Regions from separate parts of the Mus musculus genome. Here region 2 is linked to region 1. The links are chromatin contacts, called in public HiChIP or PLAC-seq maps. All regions are on one chromosome and are shown on one strand. Each heading gives the region's core, a stretch centred on a gene start, on an enhancer-like site or on the middle of the called end of the contact. The rest is flanking DNA. Distances are from core to core; before and after follow the strand shown.

The links. HiChIP or PLAC-seq counts read pairs in DNA pulled down with a chosen protein or histone mark.
Region 2: a contact with region 1 is called in an H3K27ac HiChIP or PLAC-seq map of the HPC-7 cell line, with 8 times the contacts expected there. The contact joins two enhancer-like sites. A contact is called at or near these places in 7 of 39 promoter capture datasets (the C10 cell line, the HPC-7 cell line, cranial neural crest and 4 more), 3 of 115 datasets of contacts at active chromatin or transcription factors (the HPC-7 cell line, bone marrow-derived macrophages and embryonic basal ganglia) and 2 of 9 other capture datasets (embryonic stem cells and liver).

The regions. Positions count from the first base shown.
Region 1 is chr4:59,148,520-59,152,931 of GRCm38.p6, reverse strand. No RefSeq gene overlaps it. Among named protein-coding and RNA genes, the nearest start is that of Shoc1, 12 kb to the right of the region's middle. Within about 2 kb of position 1,756, at least 21 of the 459 cell types and tissues checked have an H3K27ac peak or open chromatin away from gene starts, as enhancers often do. A contact at or near this core is called in the HPC-7 cell line and bone marrow-derived macrophages, where this site is marked.
Region 2 is chr4:59,563,794-59,568,205 of GRCm38.p6, reverse strand. No RefSeq gene overlaps it. Among named protein-coding and RNA genes, the nearest start is that of Hsdl2, 16 kb to the left of the region's middle. Within about 2 kb of position 2,590, at least 28 of the 459 cell types and tissues checked have an H3K27ac peak or open chromatin away from gene starts, as enhancers often do. A contact at or near this core is called in the HPC-7 cell line and bone marrow-derived macrophages, where this site is marked.

The DNA of each region.
Region 1 (4,412 bases), core at 507-3,006:
GATAGGGCCTCGTTCTGTAGCCCTGTCCGGCCTGCAACTCACAGAGATCTACCTGAGTCTGTCTCCTGTGTGCTGGGATTAAAGTGCTTTACCACTTCTTAGTCTTTTGGCAAGAGTCTGGCTATGTGGTCCAGGCCTACAGTTGTGATCCTCCTGCCTCAGCTTTCTGAGTCCTGGTGTTGGAGGCAACTGCCAACATATCTACTTTGTATTTTCTTATTTCCAGATTTTTGAGTTGTCTATTTTAGATATGCCCTTGTTCTAGATCCATTTATACCTATGCTGTTTTATAATCTTATATTTTAAAAGGAAGTTGTTCTACTTGATGTATTTAAATATCCTCACTTTGGTTTGATTGTCCATAGGAAACTACTCTGGGTGAAGTGCTATTTTGGTTGTTGTCACCTCTATTCATTCACGGTAAGTTCATGGTTTGGAATTTAAGTGGGAACTTATTACACTATCTGGCCCTCCTCACTCTTCCTTCCCTATTTGCTGTTTTATTTATTCACTATGCACCCTCAGGCCCTTCTTCAGAACTCCATCTCACAGAAGTAGGGTGCAGATGACATTAAAGACAGGGAAACTTGCTGGGCAGTGGTGGGGCACACCTTTAATCCCAGTACTCTTAAGGCAGAAACAGGCAGATTTCTTGTGAGTTCAAGGCCAGCCTGGTCTATAGAGCAAGTGCCAGGGTATCCAGAGCTACACAGAGAAACCATGTCTCAAAAAGACCAAAACCAAAACCAAACCAAACCACGAATAGGGAAGGTCTAGTTACAGCCAGCATATGGTGTGCTGGCTCATTTCCTGGTTGGAAGGCTATAACCTGGGCCTGGACCCACTGCACTTTATGCCTACAGCTCATTAGAACTTTTGATCCCAAGCAGCAGTTAGGAGCACACTTCCATCATTCTTCACAGAGCTCAAGGGTGTGTGTTTGTCTATCTCACACATAACATTTACAACCTCTCTCAAAACCAAACTTCCAGCTCCAGTGCTTGTCACTGGTCTGTGTTCCCATTCCTTTATTAGATTTTATGTATCTGGTGTTTGAGTGTTATTATATCTTTTGGTGTTCTCCATTTGTACTATATATAAATGATATTTAATATTTATAAATATTTAAACGGTTGATGAGGATTGTGAGACTAAAAGAGGAAATCAAGCTCAAGAGAAGCAGATTGTCCCTTTTAGAACAACGAAGGGCAGCAATCTTTCCTTGGGAGAGGAAACAGCATGGCAAGGGTGTGCCTGTTTTGGGGGGGTGTTAAATGGCAGAAAATGGAACTTTGGGGGTGTAAAACACCATATGCAGATCTTCTCCCAATACCTCAGGTAAACACCATGGAGGTTCTGACATGTTGACTTTCCTGTCAGAAGGTTGCCAGCTTCTAACTGCCTACTGTGTCAACTTCTCTGTTTGGAGTTTCTCAGCTTGCCTGAGGCTTTTAGGTCATTAACCTTTCCATGAATAGAGGTGTAGGGACAGCAATGGTCTGTCATGGTGAAATTGTCCCATCTGCCATCCTCATTTGAAGTCTGTCTCACAGGTGGGTTGTGACTTTCCTAAGTATTTCTTAATATAGATTCCAGGACTTCTAACAGTTTGGAAAACCATTTGCCTTTTCCTCAAAATCTCCAAGTTTTCAGACTTTATATTGAAAGACATATTCTGGAAGATATCCTAGAGGCATTTAGGATCAGAAAGAGTTAATATTTTAGGCCTTGCGGGAGGGGGTTACCAAGCTTTATGTCTGGTTCAAAAGTCATCAGTATATACAGCAGAACGGGACACTGAAGGGAAACATACTTCCCTACAGGAAGTGGTCAAGATTTTGCATAAAATCTGCAGGAGAAGATAAGTTCATTTTCGGTAGAATAAGAAACATCTGAATATCGCTCGTTTGTTTCTAGTGTAGATTTAATTAGCTGTTCCTGAATTTTGCATTCCCTTGAGCCATGGTCAAATGATTGAGGCCATTATGGAGCTCAGGTTCAGAATATCTGTCCCAGACAGAACCAATGTGCTTCGCTTGGGGCAGGACTGCTGAGATACCTTTCCTGTAGGACAATGGGGTGTAAAAACTATTTCTACTTTTGTCTCCCTTGTTTTTAAACGAGGCATGGGCTAATTGCCTGCTCAGCACTTAAAGGACAGAGACAAGGGAGCTAGGCAGTCTTACATCATGAGAGGGAAGTTTCTAGGTTGATCTCAGTTGTTTTATTATCACCTGACTTCAAACTTATAAACTGATCTTTAAAGCCTAACTTTGACTCCTACACGAAATAATGTGGCAGTCAGAGTTACCTGGCATTATGAAGAGGGCATTCCCTAGACCAGGTGACCGACAAAGCTTCCAATGGGAAGGGCTTGGGTGATAGGAGTTTTACATATTTTGAAGCTATCATATGGACTAACATCATTTTCATCTTTATGAGGTGGCTTAGACAGAACCAGATGAACTGCTCATAGACTAGTAACTTCCACAATATATGGAATGGCGCTGGGCATGGTGATGCACATCGCTAAGCACAGCATTTGGGAGGCTGAGGCAGGTGGATTCCCTAAGTCTGAGGCCACCTTGATCTACATAATGAGCTTCACAACAGCTAAGGCTACATACAGAGAACCTGCCTCAATAAAAACAAGAACAAAACAAAGCAAAACAAGCCCCAACTATTCTGAATGCTTTCATGGAGAAATCTATATTTTATAATTTTTTTAACCAACTATCTCCCCAGCCTTATTTTTGTCTACTTTTTGGTGGACACAGAACTTTTAAAAACTAGATTCTTAAAAATTACCATAAAATTAAGCAAAAACTTCCCTTTAAACCATACATAAGTATATCATTGCTATATAATTCATAACAGTAATCATATTTATATGATCATCCCAAACTGAAATTCCCATATATTACCTATTAAACAATATCTCTCGATTTTTTCCAATACCTTCCCCTACAGCTCCTGGTAACCACTGTGAATTTTCTGCCTTTATAAATTTGATTATTTTAAATATGTCATACTACTAGAATCATATAGTATGAATCCTTTTGCATTTAGTTCATATAATTTTATAAGTTTCATTTTATAGGTTCATGCATTTTGTAGGTCATTTTGTGCACAGGTTCAATGAAGTATGAACATTCATGTAGTGATATAATTGGATAAGAAGAGTAATGTGTAATGCTAATGGGTAGAGTTAAGAAACATTTAGATTCTTTCTAGCCTCTCTGTGTAGCATTCCTTCATTGTAGGTATATGAAGGGGCCTCTGAAATAGTGGTCCTATGATTTTTATTATATCATGTATGTCAGAGAATTTATTGGACACTTTGAGATAGAAAGGCGCTTGGAGTTGGGGCAATATGTTTAGACTTCATTACTTGCTTTGGGGAAAACAAGTAAGTTTCCATGGCCTGTCTTGGAGAAGAGAAATTTTCATCTGCATAGTTTAAGAGGTTCCTGAGTCAGGGGTCAGAGGAGAATTTTGTTTTGGACACCTCCACTTTATTCTTTTCTGAACCCCAACGATGCTTCAAAAAGAAGCTGCTCATCATCTGACGGTGCTGCCTGCAGCGCTTGGGAAGCTGCAGCCCGGATGCTTGACATGAGGCAAGCCTGAGTCAGACTGTGAGAGTCAGCCCTGCTAGATACAGGGCTGCACAAACTGCACCATCCCTCCACCAACCCTGGGGGAAGCCTGCTGATGGGTTTCCTGCTCTGCTCTGCCTCACAGGGCTGAGCAGAGGCAGCTCTTCCACATTCTTCTTGGGAACTTAACTGGAAGAATGCAGAGGATAAACACCACAGTACACACTGTGAGGCCAAGATCCTTCATGTCTTTTCCAGCCAAGAGGTAGAAATTCTACTTCCTCGTGGCTACACAAAGTCATTGTCGCCTCATTCTGTCTCCTTCTAGAGTCAGATAACTGTGTTCTATGCTCTATAGTCAGGACTTAGCCTTAGGATTTTTAAAGCCAAGCTTCTGAACTTAAAAATTCATTCTCGTTGACACAACTGAATGATTATGATCTAAAAGTTTCTACTTGGAAGTCTATTGTCTGTGCGGTAAATTTCAAGAGCCTACTTTAGAATTCCAAGCCATGGATTTGAGTTTTTGTTCTGGGGTGTGTGGGCAGCACCTCTAGAGGCCTTTGGATGCTATTTTAATAGAAAGGGTAGTTTGTTCAAGAAGGCCCAACAATCATAAGGCTTTTTTTTTTTTTTGGTATTTTGAGACAGGGTTTCTCTGTATAGCCCTGGCTGTCCTGGAACTCACTTTGTAGACCAGGCTGGCCTCGAACTCAGAAATCTGCCTCTGCCTCCCGAGTGCTGGGATTAAAGGCGTGCTCCACCACGCCCGGCTCATAAGGCATTTTATTTATTTTTTTTTTATTTTTTTTT
Region 2 (4,412 bases), core at 1,341-3,840, 410 kb before region 1:
CCCCTATTTCTCTACCATATATTTCTGAAAGTAAAACTGTTTGCTCGATGGATAATCACATGTATATTTTTCATGACACAGCTAATAACTGACAGCAAGATTTCCCAACCTTAATGGTTGGCCTTTGTGGTTAAATAATTCTTGTGTAGAAGGCTATTGTGGGCGTTATATAATAAGTTCAATAACTTCCTGGTCTGTAATCTATAGATGCCAATAGCACCCTTTGCCAGTTTATCCACTTACTATAGTAAAACACACCTAACATAAAGTCTACCACTCTAACCTATTTTACAAGGAGAGCTAGCTGAGCAGCACTAGATACATGACACTGTTGTGTAACTTTGCCTCATCCATTGCCAGTTCTGAGTTTGAACAGCCAAAAACTGTCCCTTAAAATTGCTGAAAATCTCCAGAGGGCAAGTTGTTGTGATGGTTTGCAACACCACGGAGAAAAATCTAGAGTGCAAATGTCATGAACGGCAGTAGCAACAGCCTGCAAAACAAAGGCTGAGGAGGTTAAAGGAAAAACAACAACACGCTGTCCAGGATCTCAGTGTCTCTCCTACAAAGAAAAGACATGGCTATGGAGAACATTATCAAAAGCGGGTTGTGGTGATCCATGCCTGTAATTCACTGATTGGGGGGCTAAGTCAAGAAGGTAGTGAGTTTCAGGCAAGCCCTGGACTCCAAGTAAGATTCGAGCTCATAAAAAAACAAACAGAAGTTTGCTTTTTTTGTTGTTTTTTGAGAACACAAAAACGTGAGAGAATAGATAGCAACTATAAAGGGAAGATAATGCATGCAGGGCTTTTTTTTTTTTTTTTCTTTTTTCTTTTTTTTCGAGACAGGATTTCTCTGTAGCCTTGGCTGTCCTGGAACTCACTTTGTAGACCAGGCTGGCCTCGAACTCAGAAATCTGCCTGCCTCTGCCTCCCAAGTGCTGGGATTAAAGGCATGTGCCACCACGCCCTGCAGGTCTTATTTTTGAGGTCCAGGCTAGCCTTAAATTGATGGCAGCTTTCTGAGTACTGGGACTGCAGGCATGAACCATTTCTTGGCTGCAATATGTGTGAGTACAGATATATTAAACATATACATTGATCTTTAGTGTGTAGATTTTAAGTGGATTACTGGATCATAGGGTGCTTCAAGTTCTAGTTATCCATAGGCTTAGATTTTTTTAAAAACCTACTTTAATAAGGGTTCTCAAATGCTTTGACTCTCCTTTCTATCTAGCTCACTGTCCAAAGGTAGGGAGAAAAGATTTGGACAAGGGGATGCGGACCTGTTTAGAAGTAGTTCATTGGGGTCATTTCAATCTCCATTTGTCAGGATGCCAGCAGTCCAGTTCAGTGGTGTCAGGATAGAAAGCATGAATCAGCAGTGGTGGCACGATCCAGCAGAAACTGCCAGGCATCCACCAAATCAGCAGGAGTCAGTGGAAGCGACCAGGACCAGCTGGAGTTCTCTGCCATGCCTCTCTCACAAAGTGAAGACCAGTGAAGACGCAAGACCAACAAAGAGCTATGCAGTTGTATTGTCACTGTCTGCTGAGTCCTATTTACACTCTTTCCAAACACCATGTATCCTCTCACAGGTCTTGCCTCAGCAAAACACCACCTAAGTCTGCACCATATGACACAACCAGAAACTTGCTCGTCAATTATCTGAGACACTTCAATGAAGTTACCCATAATAGTAGCAATATTAATTCATATGTTCACCAACAGCATGTGAGTCTCCCTTTCTTTTCATATTCACCAGTTATTTGGTATATTTTTTTAAATCTATTATTTATTTGTGTGTATGGTCAATTATTGCTTTCGTTTCCTGTGCTTTAAGGGTCAGACCCAAAAGATCTTCGTCAATACTGTTGTTCTAAGGCATTTCTCCTCTATTTCCTTCCACTGGTTACATAGTTTGGGGTCTTAAATTTAAGCTCACTGGCTAGTCTAGCTGGGCTGGCCAAGGAGCCCCAAGGGATCCAACTGTCTCTGCCACCCAACAGGCCACCACTCGGGACTTTTTGTATAAGGATTCTGGAAATTAACTCAGGTCCCTGTGTTTTCAGTGTGAGCATTTTACTACCCGAGCCTCCATAGCCCCAGGCTTGTCATAGAATGTGCTTATTTGTAATTTCTTTCTTTTTCACTAAGTTCTGCTTTGTTCTTATCTTCTAGTTCCGAATGATACATTGTTCCGTTGTGTGTCTGCAATCTACTTTGTTGATGCAAGCACTCTTTCCTGTAGACTTCCTCTGAGCACTGTTTTTGTTTTTTTGTTTTTTTGTTTCTTTAACTGAATCCTGAAGGTTTCAATATGCTGTGTTTTCATTTTCATTCCTTTCAAGACATTTTAAACTTCCCCTTTTTATTTTTCAATGGCTTGTTCATTCATGAGAATGTTGCTTAATTTACACGTATTTGTACAATTTCTAAAGCTTCTCTTGCTGACTCTTATCTCAGAGAAGATAATGCCACGATTTAAATTCTACTGAATTTGCTGAGATTCGAATTATATATATCCTAGCCTATGGTCTACCCTAGAGGATGGCTCACTTGCTGACGAGAAGAAAGTGTATACCCTACAGCTTATTCTGCAGCCTGCTGGGGACAGGCAAGGTCAACAGTCTGTTAGACCATTTTGGCATATAGTATAGACTTAATGTTTCCTTGTGGATATTTTGGTTTGGATAATTATATATTAATAGAAGATATAAAAAGGGTCTGAATATATTCTAATTTGTCTCTCTTTTTATAGCTAATAGTGCTTGTATTCTATAGCTGAGTGCTGCTGAGTTCATTGTGTATTTATGAATTTAGAATAGCTATTTCTTCCTGTTGAATTCTTTCCTTTATTATTTTATTCACTCATTAATGAAGAGACAGCTTCATTGACTGTTGGATTTTTTTTTTTTTTAAAGACATGGTCTTATGAATCCCAGGCTGAGTTTTCAAGACAGGGTTTCTCTTTGTAGTTCTGGCTGTCTGGAACTTTCTCTGTAGACTAGGCTCACAGAGATCTGCCTGCCTCTGCCTCTGCCTCTGCCTCTGCCTCTGCCTCTGCCTCTGCCTCTGCCTCTGCCTCTGCCTCTGCCTCTGCCTCTGCCTCTGCCTCTGCCTCTGCCTCTGCCTCTGCCTCTGCCTCTGCCTCTGCCGAGTGCTGCGATTAAACTACAGCCCACCAACACTAACCTTTTGGCCTTGCCTCTACCTCCTTCGTGCTAAGATTACAGACACATACAGTTTATTCAACAGTTTGTTATTTACTTATTTTTTTTTTATTTTTTTGAGATAAGGGTCTCACTATGTAGCTCTGGCTGGTTTAGAACTAGCTATGTAGACCAGGCTGGCCTTAAACTCACAGAGATTCATCCACCTGCTTTAGCACTTGCCTCTGCTGGGATTAAAAGAGTACACCACCACGCCCAGCTCATTAACGTTTTAAATATAAATTTTAATCTAACACAATTAAATTCTGAGTTAAATTTAATACAATTATAGTAACTCCGATTTCCTTTTGACTTACGTTTGCATGGTGCTCTTTTCCCACCCCTCCCTTTTTTATCTGTGTATTCCTTTCCCAGCGAAGATGCTTTCCTATAGACCACATGTAACTGTCTGCATTTTTTAAAGTCCATCCAGTGAGCCTTTCTCACTGATACCTTTCATTGAGTAAATAATCTGTTTGTATCCAAGGTGGTTGTTGATAAGTGAGGAGACGCTTACTGGTTTTTCTCCTGGTGGTTCTGGGTACATTTGTTCCTTTCTTGCTGTCTCTGTGGTTTGGTGGTTTTCAGAATGCTGAGGTTTGATTTTCTTTCCCAGGTGTGTGTGCTCTGTTGTGAGCTTTCACACGTGCTCACACCTCCCAGAGTGGATAGCAGCCTTCCACTGATGGGGTACGACACCTCTCATTGTTTCTATGGGGCCAGTCTGGTGGAGATGAATCCCCTTCATTTTTGCCTGTTTGAGGATGTGGGATGTCCTGATTTCTGCTTCACTTCTGAGTGCATGAGTGAGGTTTCTATCCCCCACCTTTCAGTGTGTACTGCCCCCCACTTCTCTCCATTTGATGAGAAGTTTTTTTTTTCCTTTTTTAAAAAATTAGATATCGTCTTTATTTGCATTTCAAATGTTATCCCCCTCGTTTCCCCTCCCCCTACTCACCAACCCACCCACTCCCACTTCCCTGTCCTGGCATTCCCCTACACAGGGGCATCAAGCCTTCTCAGCACCAAGGACTTCTCTCATTGATGTCTGACAAGGCCATCCTCTGCTACATATGCAGCTGGAGCCATGGGTCCCTCCATGCGTTCTCTTTGGTTGGTGGTTTAGTCCCTGGGAGCTCTGGGGGGTGGGGGGGACTGGCTGGTTCATATTGTTATTCCTGTGAGGAGTTTCAAGAGAATA